Linked DNA regions of Mus musculus: region 1 is linked to region 2. Evidence: chromatin contacts called from public ChIA-PET data. All regions are on one chromosome and are shown on one strand. The core of a region is the stretch at or near the end of the contact, and the rest is flanking DNA. Distances in the headings are between cores, read along the strand shown. Region 1 holds the start of Nol7 (nucleolar protein 7). Region 2 overlaps Gfod1 (glucose-fructose oxidoreductase domain containing 1).

What was found. ChIA-PET counts read pairs in DNA pulled down with a chosen protein or histone mark.
Region 1: a contact with region 2 is called in an RNA polymerase II ChIA-PET map of memory CD8 T cells, with 468 read pairs. The contact joins the promoter of Nol7 here to the enhancer-like site in region 2. A contact is called at or near these places in 6 of 39 promoter capture datasets (3T3-L1-derived adipocytes, the C10 cell line, the HPC-7 cell line and 2 more), 8 of 484 Hi-C or Micro-C datasets (the G1E-ER4 cell line, the HL-1 cell line, embryonic stem cells and 3 more), 5 of 115 datasets of contacts at active chromatin or transcription factors (CD8 T cells, effector CD8 T cells, epiblast stem cells and 2 more) and 2 of 9 other capture datasets (adipose tissue and liver).

The regions. Positions count from the first base shown.
Region 1 is chr13:43,396,998-43,401,580 of GRCm38.p6, reverse strand. Nol7 (nucleolar protein 7) reads right to left here and starts at 3,205. Exons shown (of 8, transcript NM_023554.2): 1 at 2,923-3,205; 2 at 2,786-2,846; 3 at 2,012-2,070; 4 at 960-988; 5 at 647-728; 6 at 163-284; 7 at 4-81. The coding sequence starts at 3,176.
Region 2 is chr13:43,266,444-43,270,986 of GRCm38.p6, reverse strand. The region is part of intron 1 of Gfod1 (glucose-fructose oxidoreductase domain containing 1); the gene reads left to right. LOC115488162 (a long non-coding RNA gene) reads left to right here. Exons shown (of 2, transcript XR_003950633.1): 1 at 1-4,543. Among named protein-coding and RNA genes, the nearest start is that of Gfod1, 35 kb to the left of the region's middle. Within about 2 kb of position 1,751, at least 106 of the 459 cell types and tissues checked have an H3K27ac peak or open chromatin away from gene starts, as enhancers often do. A contact at or near this core is called in CD8 T cells, the HL-1 cell line, the HPC-7 cell line and 4 more, where this site is marked.

The DNA.
Region 1 (4,583 bases), core at 1,956-4,455, 130 kb before region 2:
TACCCCAGGTGCTAGTCAGAAACTGGGCTGCAGCCTTTTTCACTGGTGACCTCTTGTTGTTCAGAGACAGGAACTTGTTTACTAAAGGGAAGAATCACACATCACTGCTTTGTCATTGTGAGAAACTAAGGGAGAGACAGACATAGTCCATAAGAAAATTACCAGTAGTCCTTTTGGAATCTGAACCATATAAACAACTGTGGATGAAGTGTTTGGCTGCCTCTTGCCTTGAATCTCTCAGATCTTCATCTTTAAGCCTTACAGCCATGTAGCTTTCAATCTGACTGGTGATTAATACAAAAGGTCAACGTAAATTAGAGGGTACATGCTTGTTCTCCTGCATAACTCTGTAGTGTATGGTGCTGGGGACAGTCAACCCAAGGTGGCTCCCATACACTACGTACGTACTGTACCACTTGGCCAACATCCTTAACCCAACTTTTTCCGTCCTTAAGGTGGATGGGGTTAGGGTGGTGTCAAACTCAGGGCCTCACAGAAACAAGGCAGGGACTGTACTTTATGACTCCTAACGCCTACATGATCTCACTTTGTTACTATCAAAACTGATACTTTTCTACAAGTAAACCAATACTATCAACTACATGGAAACTGCATCCCACGGGGAAAACGGAACAAAACTCATTACCCGACAGACTGCACTTTCTGTACTTTAACTTTCTTGGAGTTTCTTCCTTTTGCATGCTGTTCACTTTTCTTTTTCAAATTAACTGAAAAAATAAGATCCACTTTGTAAGTAGTATTTATATAAATTAACACCTAATGGAAGTTACTCACTTTGGTGACCACCTATCATGTGAGTACAGGTTTTATTTTGAAGAAAATAGTGGAAAACAGGCTTAAGCCAACTTTGGCCAGGCCTAAGGACCACAAATAACCAAAAATTTCTGCAAGTGCACTTTACCATTACATGAAGTTACTTAACCAAGGACAAGTCATACCTTTTACGTTTTCTGGTGATTTCTTTATGCTGCGGGAGGAAAAAAAAAAAAAACGAAAGATGGGACTGGCAGGCAATAGAGAGTACTCAAAACAAGTATCCAAGATCCTCTCTCGATTTCATGACCCCTGCCCTTAATCTTTCCTCACTGAGCCACACAGCGCTGCCACAACTCCCAGTCATTTGACTAGTATGGAGTGTCCTCAGAACTTAAATTTGAGCACTGTTAATAGAAACTCAGAACTGTTAACTTAGCATTCCAAAGATCAAGTAAAGGCTGGTGCTAGTCTCACAGTATTGAGAAACTAGATTTAGACAACAGTTTGGACCCTGGAGACCAAGGATGAGTTCCAGGTACCTACGGAGTGACTAAACTGCCTGGAAGAGAAAGCACAGAGGCCTGTACAGATGGGAAGTTATGGAGGAGGGAGCGAGAAGAAAGGGTCCACACTTGACCTCGGGTAGGAAAGAGAAGGACCTCACCTAAAAGCACAAACATCTGCTTATATACCTCATGGATTAAAGATCTGAATAATTATGGAAAGTAACCAACAATTTGGAACTACTATTCTGATTTAAAAGAAAAAAGACTTGAGAAGTTAGAATGTTCTAAGGTCAGGTGTGGTGGTGCACACCTTTAATCCCAGCACCAAGAGGCAGAGGCAGGCAAATCTGTGTTTGAGGTCAGCCTGGTCTACAGAGCAAGAGTTACATGACAGTCAGGGCTACTGAAACCCTGTCTAGAAAAACAAAAAGAATGTACCAAGGAGTGAATTCAGCAGGGCGTAAACTCAAGCTTTGGGTTTGAAGCACTGGCAACACGGCTGCTAAACGAAATGAGGAACAGAGAAAGGGGTGGCGGCAGGTAGAGCAAGCTAAAGGAAAGTCTGGGTTTAAGTTCCTGCTGCAACACTAAATGTTCTCAGTCACTTACTTACCATCTATCTTGCTAGACAAAGTTGAGGAACTCCAAAAGCACTGTGTAGCTTTTAAGTTTGGGGAGAATTTCTTAGGGTCTACAGACTTTATGCACGTAGAAACTGCAATACTTACTCGGCCTCTGAAGCTGTAGTTAGCTGCTCTAATACAGCATCTGGAAGCAGCTTTCTTTTCTTTGGGGATAAAGACATTTGATGACAAGTTAAAGTGAGGTACAGGTATGCCTGGAGATAACTTCTAACGTTACTCATTTCGAACAGTCCTGAATTCGGGCCAATCTGTGAATACGTCCCTGCTGCCTCTAAACCGACAACATTAAGACTGGATTTAGAAAGCCCAATACAGGCCGGACATGGTGGCGCACGCCTTTAATCCCAGCACTCAGGAGGCAGAGGCAGGCGGATTTCTGAGTTCGAGGCCAGCCTGGTCTACAAAGTGAGTTCCAGGACAGCCAGGGCTATACAGAGAAACCCTGTCTCGGAAGAAAAAAAAAAAAAAAAAAAAAAAAAAGAAAAGAAAAGAAAGCCCAATACATTCCCTGTCATTTTACCCAAAGTAGCTCAACGTTCAAGTATCCCGGCTACTAACTGAAAGGTATTTAGGTATGGCCACTCGAAATCAGATCTCTGGGGTGCGAAAAAAGAAATCATTAGCTCCAGCCTAGAATTTTAAAAACTCAAGCAAACCTCACCACCTCTGGAAGCCTGTAAGACCTACTGTCAGGGATAGATGAGTGTCAGTGCTTCCACGCCTACTTTGAATTACGGCAGACTCCAAGAAACGCCAATGGCCCTTGCACCTCTCCAGTACCCTATCCTTTAAGGAGCTTTTAGCAAGGGAACTCTAGCCCCGGCCGAGTTTACATAAGCGACAAGTCCCGCGTCCAACCTTCTGTTCGATGAACAGCTCCTCGCGCCGTTTCCTCTTCTCCTTCAACAGCGTTTTATCCCTGGAAGGAAAGGAGTCGGGTCAGCGCCGGCCGAGCCTGGGGAGTCCCGAGGCGCCAACATTCCCGGGCGCTGCACCTGCGAGCACTCGCGCGCACGCGCAGCTCCTCCTCCCGGGCTTCCGCCTGGGCGCTGGCGAAAGTCAGCTCCTCCGGGGCTTCGTCGTCCGCGTCCTCCTCCTCGTCCAGGGGCTCGGCGGCCGCGCCACTGCTAGGCTGCGCGAGCAGCAGGCCGTGCTCCGCCTCCTCCTCCTCCGAGGCCGCCTGGTCCTCGTCCACCATCGCCTCAGCCGGCGCGGGAATACGCGACAAGCGGGGCCGGAGCTGCACCATGGCAAACGGAAAGGCGGCTGTCTGACCCTTGACCCGGAAGCAGCCGTGCGCGGTGCGCGCTCTCTACGCCCTCTGCTGGTTCGGAGGCCGCGAAACGTGCTGAGGCGCGTGCGCGGGAGGGCGGGGCTTTTCATGGCTGAGACGGGGGGGGGGGGTAAGAGGGCGTGGTTTCGTGCTGCTAGGTGTCGCCGCCTTTTTTTTTTTTTTTTTTTTTTTTTCTCCCCCAGGTTGCTTAGATCTATGGAACAGAGGCAAGGGTATAATAAATAACGAAATAAATGACCATCGTTGCTTGTGAGATGCATCCCTGTATGTATTGTGTACGACCCACCCCCATCACCACCCCCACCCCCTCCAACCCTTGCAATCCTCTGCCCATATATTTTTTGGGAATACATGGCCCACGTGATGTCTTTTACCAGCTATACAGTAGGAAATGATTCTTCATTCCCTAATCTATCCGTGCACTTGGATGAGCTGTCCTCTCTGATATGTGTTCCCCTACGCAGAACGGTTGACTTTCAACGTCCCACCCAGAGACCATGGCATGTTTAGTTACACTATTCTCTAAATACTCAAGTCACCTGGCTGTTGCTTCTACCATTCTAAAGTCATTGATTTCTAATGTCACACTATATGTTCGACAAATGGTTAGTTAACATATATACTTCCTACTTCTAAACCTTATCCCCCCCCCCCTCTTGTTTAGAAGCAGTTTCCAATTTAAAAAGAACAAATAAGTGTGGATAAAAAGATCAAAACAAGGCCTGTAGGTGGTGGTGCATGCCTTTCATCCTAGTGGTGCGGGGCAGAGGCAGGAGGAACTCTTGTGAGTCTAGGCCAGCCTGGTCTATGGAGTGAGTTCCAGGAAAGCCAAGGCTACACAGAGAAACCCTGTCTCAGAAACAAAACAAAACAAGAACTGCTAGAGACATCGTAGGCAGAGAAGGATGGGGAGGGTGGCTCTGAAACGTCTGGGCTCGGTCAGATAGAAAATACAAATGAAAAACATTCTCTGAGTCCGGCAGAGTAGTGCACGCCTGAAATCCCAGCACTCGGGAAGCCGAAGCAAGAACATCTTAAAGTCTGGGCCAGCCTGAACTAAAGTGAAACCTATTGCAAGAAAACAAATGTTTGCATCAGCAGACCCCTACAGTAACTAGCATTGAGAGAGGTTAAACTGAAGCCCGGTGACAACCTACCAAAAGCATGTGATGGTCCATACGTGTAGATGCCGCATTAAAGTGTCACAGAGGGCAGGAGAGACGGCTCGGCAGTTAAGAGAACTTCAACTTACTGCTTGCTCTTCCAGAGAACCTTAGTTCAGTTTCTAGTACCTATGTCAAGCAGCACACAACCACTTTTTTTTGTTGTTTTGTTTTGTTTTGTTTTTCGAGACAGGGTTTC
Region 2 (4,543 bases), core at 502-3,001:
CTCTCGATCCCTCTCCATCTGCCTGTCTGTCTGTCTGTCTGCCCCTCTCCCACTCCCTCTCCCTCTCTCTCTTGCTCAAGGCTCCTGAATGCTGGGAGTCTTTATGTATTTTTTTTTTAATTTAAAGTTAGAGTATTGTCTAAAAATTCCATTTCCTTACTCTCTGTCTCTTTTTCCCTCTCTCTGTCTATCTCTCTCTCTGTTTTTCAAGACAGGGTTTCTCTGTGTGTAGAGTTCACTCAGGTTTATAGACCAGGTTGGCCTTGAACTCAGAGATCTACCTGCCTCTGCCTCCTGAGTGCTGGGATTAAAGGCCCATGCCACCATGCCCAGCTAAAAACTCTACTTCCTTCTGTGGCATTAGGGATAGAGCCTTGTGCATGTTAGTCAAATGAACAACCATTAAGCTACATTCTGGCCCAGAAACTTCACGTTGTTTTTACCCTGTGGGAACCGCTGCAAGGTAGCATCATGGCCTTGTGCTTTATCCTGCACGTGACACGCAGCTTGGGATGAGCAGTGCTAAGCTGAGGACTGTCTTGGGCGGGAGCTAGGCTGAGTGCACAGAGAGCTCCCAGCCTTGTGTCCAGCAATATACACTCATGAATCCGAACAGTCGTCAAACTAGAGCAGTGATGGAGCCAAGTCCTGTCCTGTTTGGAATGACTGCTGAAGGAAGCCGGAATAGAGTAGATCGTAGATATCTGATCTCCCTTCCCTTCTCCTGGCACACATCCTTAAATCCTTAGATCTCACCGTGCTGAGTGGCTTTTGAAAGCTAATGAATGGGCTGAAGGCTGGCAGCCCCTGCATGATGTCAGGCTGAGGACAGTCACAGGAAAGATTGGCAGGGTTAGAGAAGTGAGGCTCTCAGCTCAACCCACTGCCTCCGGGAAGAGAGAAAGGTTGAAGGTCAAGTTTATTGGCGGTGGCTTTCATCACCAAGTCTTCTTAATGAAGTGTCTATAATCCGTCCACCCCCACCCCACCCCCATTCTTCTGGGTAGCAGAACACATCAGGCAGGAGTGGCACTTCCAGAGAGGGATGGGGGCACTCTAAGCCCCATGCCCAAAGGATTAGTGTCCTTTGTCATTTCTTTGTGTGTGTGTGTTGGGGATTGAACTTAGGGCCTCATTCAAATGAGCCAAGTGCTTTGTCACCCAGCCTTACAAATCTGATAAACCAGTAGATGCGTTTCCCAGGGTTCTGTGAACTGTACAAGTAAATTAATTGAACCAGAGGGGAGGTGACAGGAACCTGGTTTAGTTAATTAACTAATCCTGGCTTAAATAATTAATTTTGAGCCTGACTCTCCCTATACCACTCAGGCTGACCTTAAGCATGCAATTCTTCTTGTTGTCTGTACTCCCCAATGACTGGGTACACATGAGCTCTATCACACTGGGAGACAGAATAAAGAATCATTCATTCATTCATTCATTCATTCATATGTTTGTTTTGTTTGTTTCAAAAACTGGTGCTGGGGATTGGGCCCAGGGTTTTGTGTGTGTTCTCTTATTAAGCTATGTCATAGCCTATTTGTTATGATTCTTACTATTTTTAATAGCACCCTAGTTTAAAGCAGGTGGATCAGAGGGAGGCAGGATAGCCTGGACTTGTGTGTTTTTATGCAGAGGCAGCCCTGGAACTCAGCCCTCAACCTATGGGACCTGCCACCAATTCTGGGCTCATCCTGTGAGAATGGAATGAAGTGAGCAGACACCCAGTTGGTGTTTGCTGCTGCAGCTGTGACTTGCTTATGGGTGGGGGAAACCCCACACATGAACCTGACGTCACAAGTCTGCAGAGAGAGGGTGAGGAACTGAGTCGTCTTTTCTGTGGCCTCCAAAGTGACTGCCTGGGAATGCAGGAGGTGATGGCGGGGGCAGATTTGAGTGTGTGTGGGTGTGGGTGTGGGGAGAAGTAGTGTGGGCAAGTGACGTCACGATTTGACCTTTGACCTTTTCCTGTTCCCCCACACTGTGTGTGGCTATCTGAGCTTAATTGGGCAGAGCTGTTTGCTTCTTCTCTGAATGGGTTTCTTGAGTTCAGTCAGGATGTCAGGTGCTGGGATGGGCTCAACTGACAGGCACTGTCGGGACCTGGGATTTGCAATGGTTATGGCTTAATGACACCCCTTCTCGAATCTCTGACATCCCTGTCAAACTGTCACAGTATTGGTGAGTTAGGGCGGGGTTTCCTCTTTAAAATAACACTCGCTGTGGTCCTTGGTGCCTGCAAAACAGTGACAAGGTGGCTTTTCTATTCACTAGGCGCTTCTGAGCTTCTCTGAGCCTGGGGTTGGCTTTCCCTTTCAGGAAACCAAAACCCTCGAAGGGCAAAGGGTGGCGTCTGGAATTACTATGGTGATTCAGTGATAGGGACTTCTGAGAGAAGCAACTGGGGATGTGCCCTCAATTCTGTGGGGTCAGAAACCTGACCTATACACATACTCACACACACACACACACACACACACACACACACACCTCTACATGCATCCACTCATTGCCAAGCTTCCAGAGTTGTTAAGGAGCCACACGCTTCTGCTAGATGTGTGCAAGGCCAAGAGCTGGGAGCCATGAGTGCACGTGTGTATGGAGCATACTCAGAGGTCTGAGGGTGTCAGATGACTAAATTCTGAACTTGAGTGAGAACCACAAAATAAGGTGGCAGAAAATCTTAGCTGCAAGCATTCATCGTGTTGTTGAGGGTCTTCATTTCAGGACAAGCAGAGCTTTTTCTGTCAGTGGCAGCTAGAGGTAAAGCCAAGGTCCTGGGATCTGAAGAGCTGCCTCTGAGTCACTTGTTGAGCTGCCCTGCCCCTTTGCAGCCCACAAAAGGACCAGGCAGTGTGCTATCCCTCCCTGGCTGCCAGTTATCCCCTCCAAATTCTGAGTGGCATGTGGGAGGATGAAGAACACTTGGTAGAATTGCAGAGAGTGGGACGTATCTGCTCTCTAGGTGACATGTGAGTGTGGGGACCTATGTGATCACAGGAGGGAAGGGCTATACTCACTCAGAGGAAATGGTGGATACCTGTATCTATCTATGTGTCTGTCTGTCTGTCTGTCTATCTATCTATCTATTTACCTACCAATTATCTGTCTATCCATCCATCTATCTATTTACCTACCAATTATCTGTCTATCCATCTATCTATCTCTCTATCCATCTATCTATCATCTATCTGACTGTCATCTATCAATCATATATCTGTCTACCTGTCTGTCTGTCTGTCTGTCTATCTATCTATCTATCTATCTATCTATCTATCTATCTATCTTGATTTGTCTATTTTTCCCCCTTGGTTTCATGCATGAGATATTGCGTCTCAGGGATTGAGTGAACCCAAGGCCTCATGCACTAGGTGTGTGCTCTGTCACTGAGGTCCATCTCTGGCTCTCTTCTTACCACTTTCATTTTAAGACAGGGTCTCACTAAGTGGTCCAAGGCTAGCCTTGAATGTGTGATCCTCCTGCCTCAACCTCCTAAGTTGGTTAGGATGGCAGGTCTGTACCAGCCTGCTCAGTGGTGCTTCGCTTTGATTTGGTTTAAAAGAGGCATCACAGAAGGGCTGGGAAGTAGGATGGGGGCGGGGCAGAGGAGGGCCCTGTTAACATCCTCCCTCTTCTCTCCTCAGGATGACTGGGATGCAACTATCATCCTCTGCTTGGGCTGTCTGTGGGGTTATGTGTTGTTCTTGGAGGTTTTAGTCATTCGGTGGGCTAGTCTTTCTTTCTAAGAGCTGATGCAACAAACCATAAAAGGACTAGCTAATGGGTGAACAGTAGGAGTTTGGTGGTGGTCTCTTTCCAGGACTGTGAGGGTCTGTGGACTATCTTTATGCTCCTGGAACAATACTAGTATCTCATTATCTCTGTTGTAATTTTAATTTTTTTTTTTGATTTGCTTTTTGTTTTTTGTTTTTCGAGACAGGTTTTCTCTGTATAGCCCTGGCTGTCCTGGAGCTCACTTTGTAGACCAGGCTGGCCTTGAATTCAGAAATCCACCTGCCTCTGCCTCCCGAGTGCTGGGATTAAAGGTGTGTGCCACCACGCCCAGCTGTAATTGTAATTTTCTTTGTTTATTTCCTTTTCTTTAATTTTTTTTTTTTTAAAGACAGGGTCTCACTGTATAACTCTAGCTAGTCTGGAAATCACTATATAGACCAGGCTGGCTCTAACTCCCAGAGGTCTGCCTGCCTCTGCCTCCCTGAATGTTGGGATCAAAGGTGTGCACCGCCACTCCCAGCCACTATTTTAAAGTTAACTCGTGTTTTCCTTTGTGTATACGTCTGTTTGATCAGACTGGTTCCGGGCCTCTCTTATTGTGATCAGACCAGCAATAAACATAGTTACCCAAGTATCTCTGTGGTGGCTGATTTAGCGTCCTCTGGATATATGCCCAGGCTTGGTCTAGCCGACCCACGTAGTAGTTCTATTTGAGACTTTTGAGGAACCCCTTTAGTGGTTTCCACAATGACTGCAGTAGTCTCTCTCCCAACAGTCTTGAATCCGGTTCCTCTTTCCCAGAGCCTCA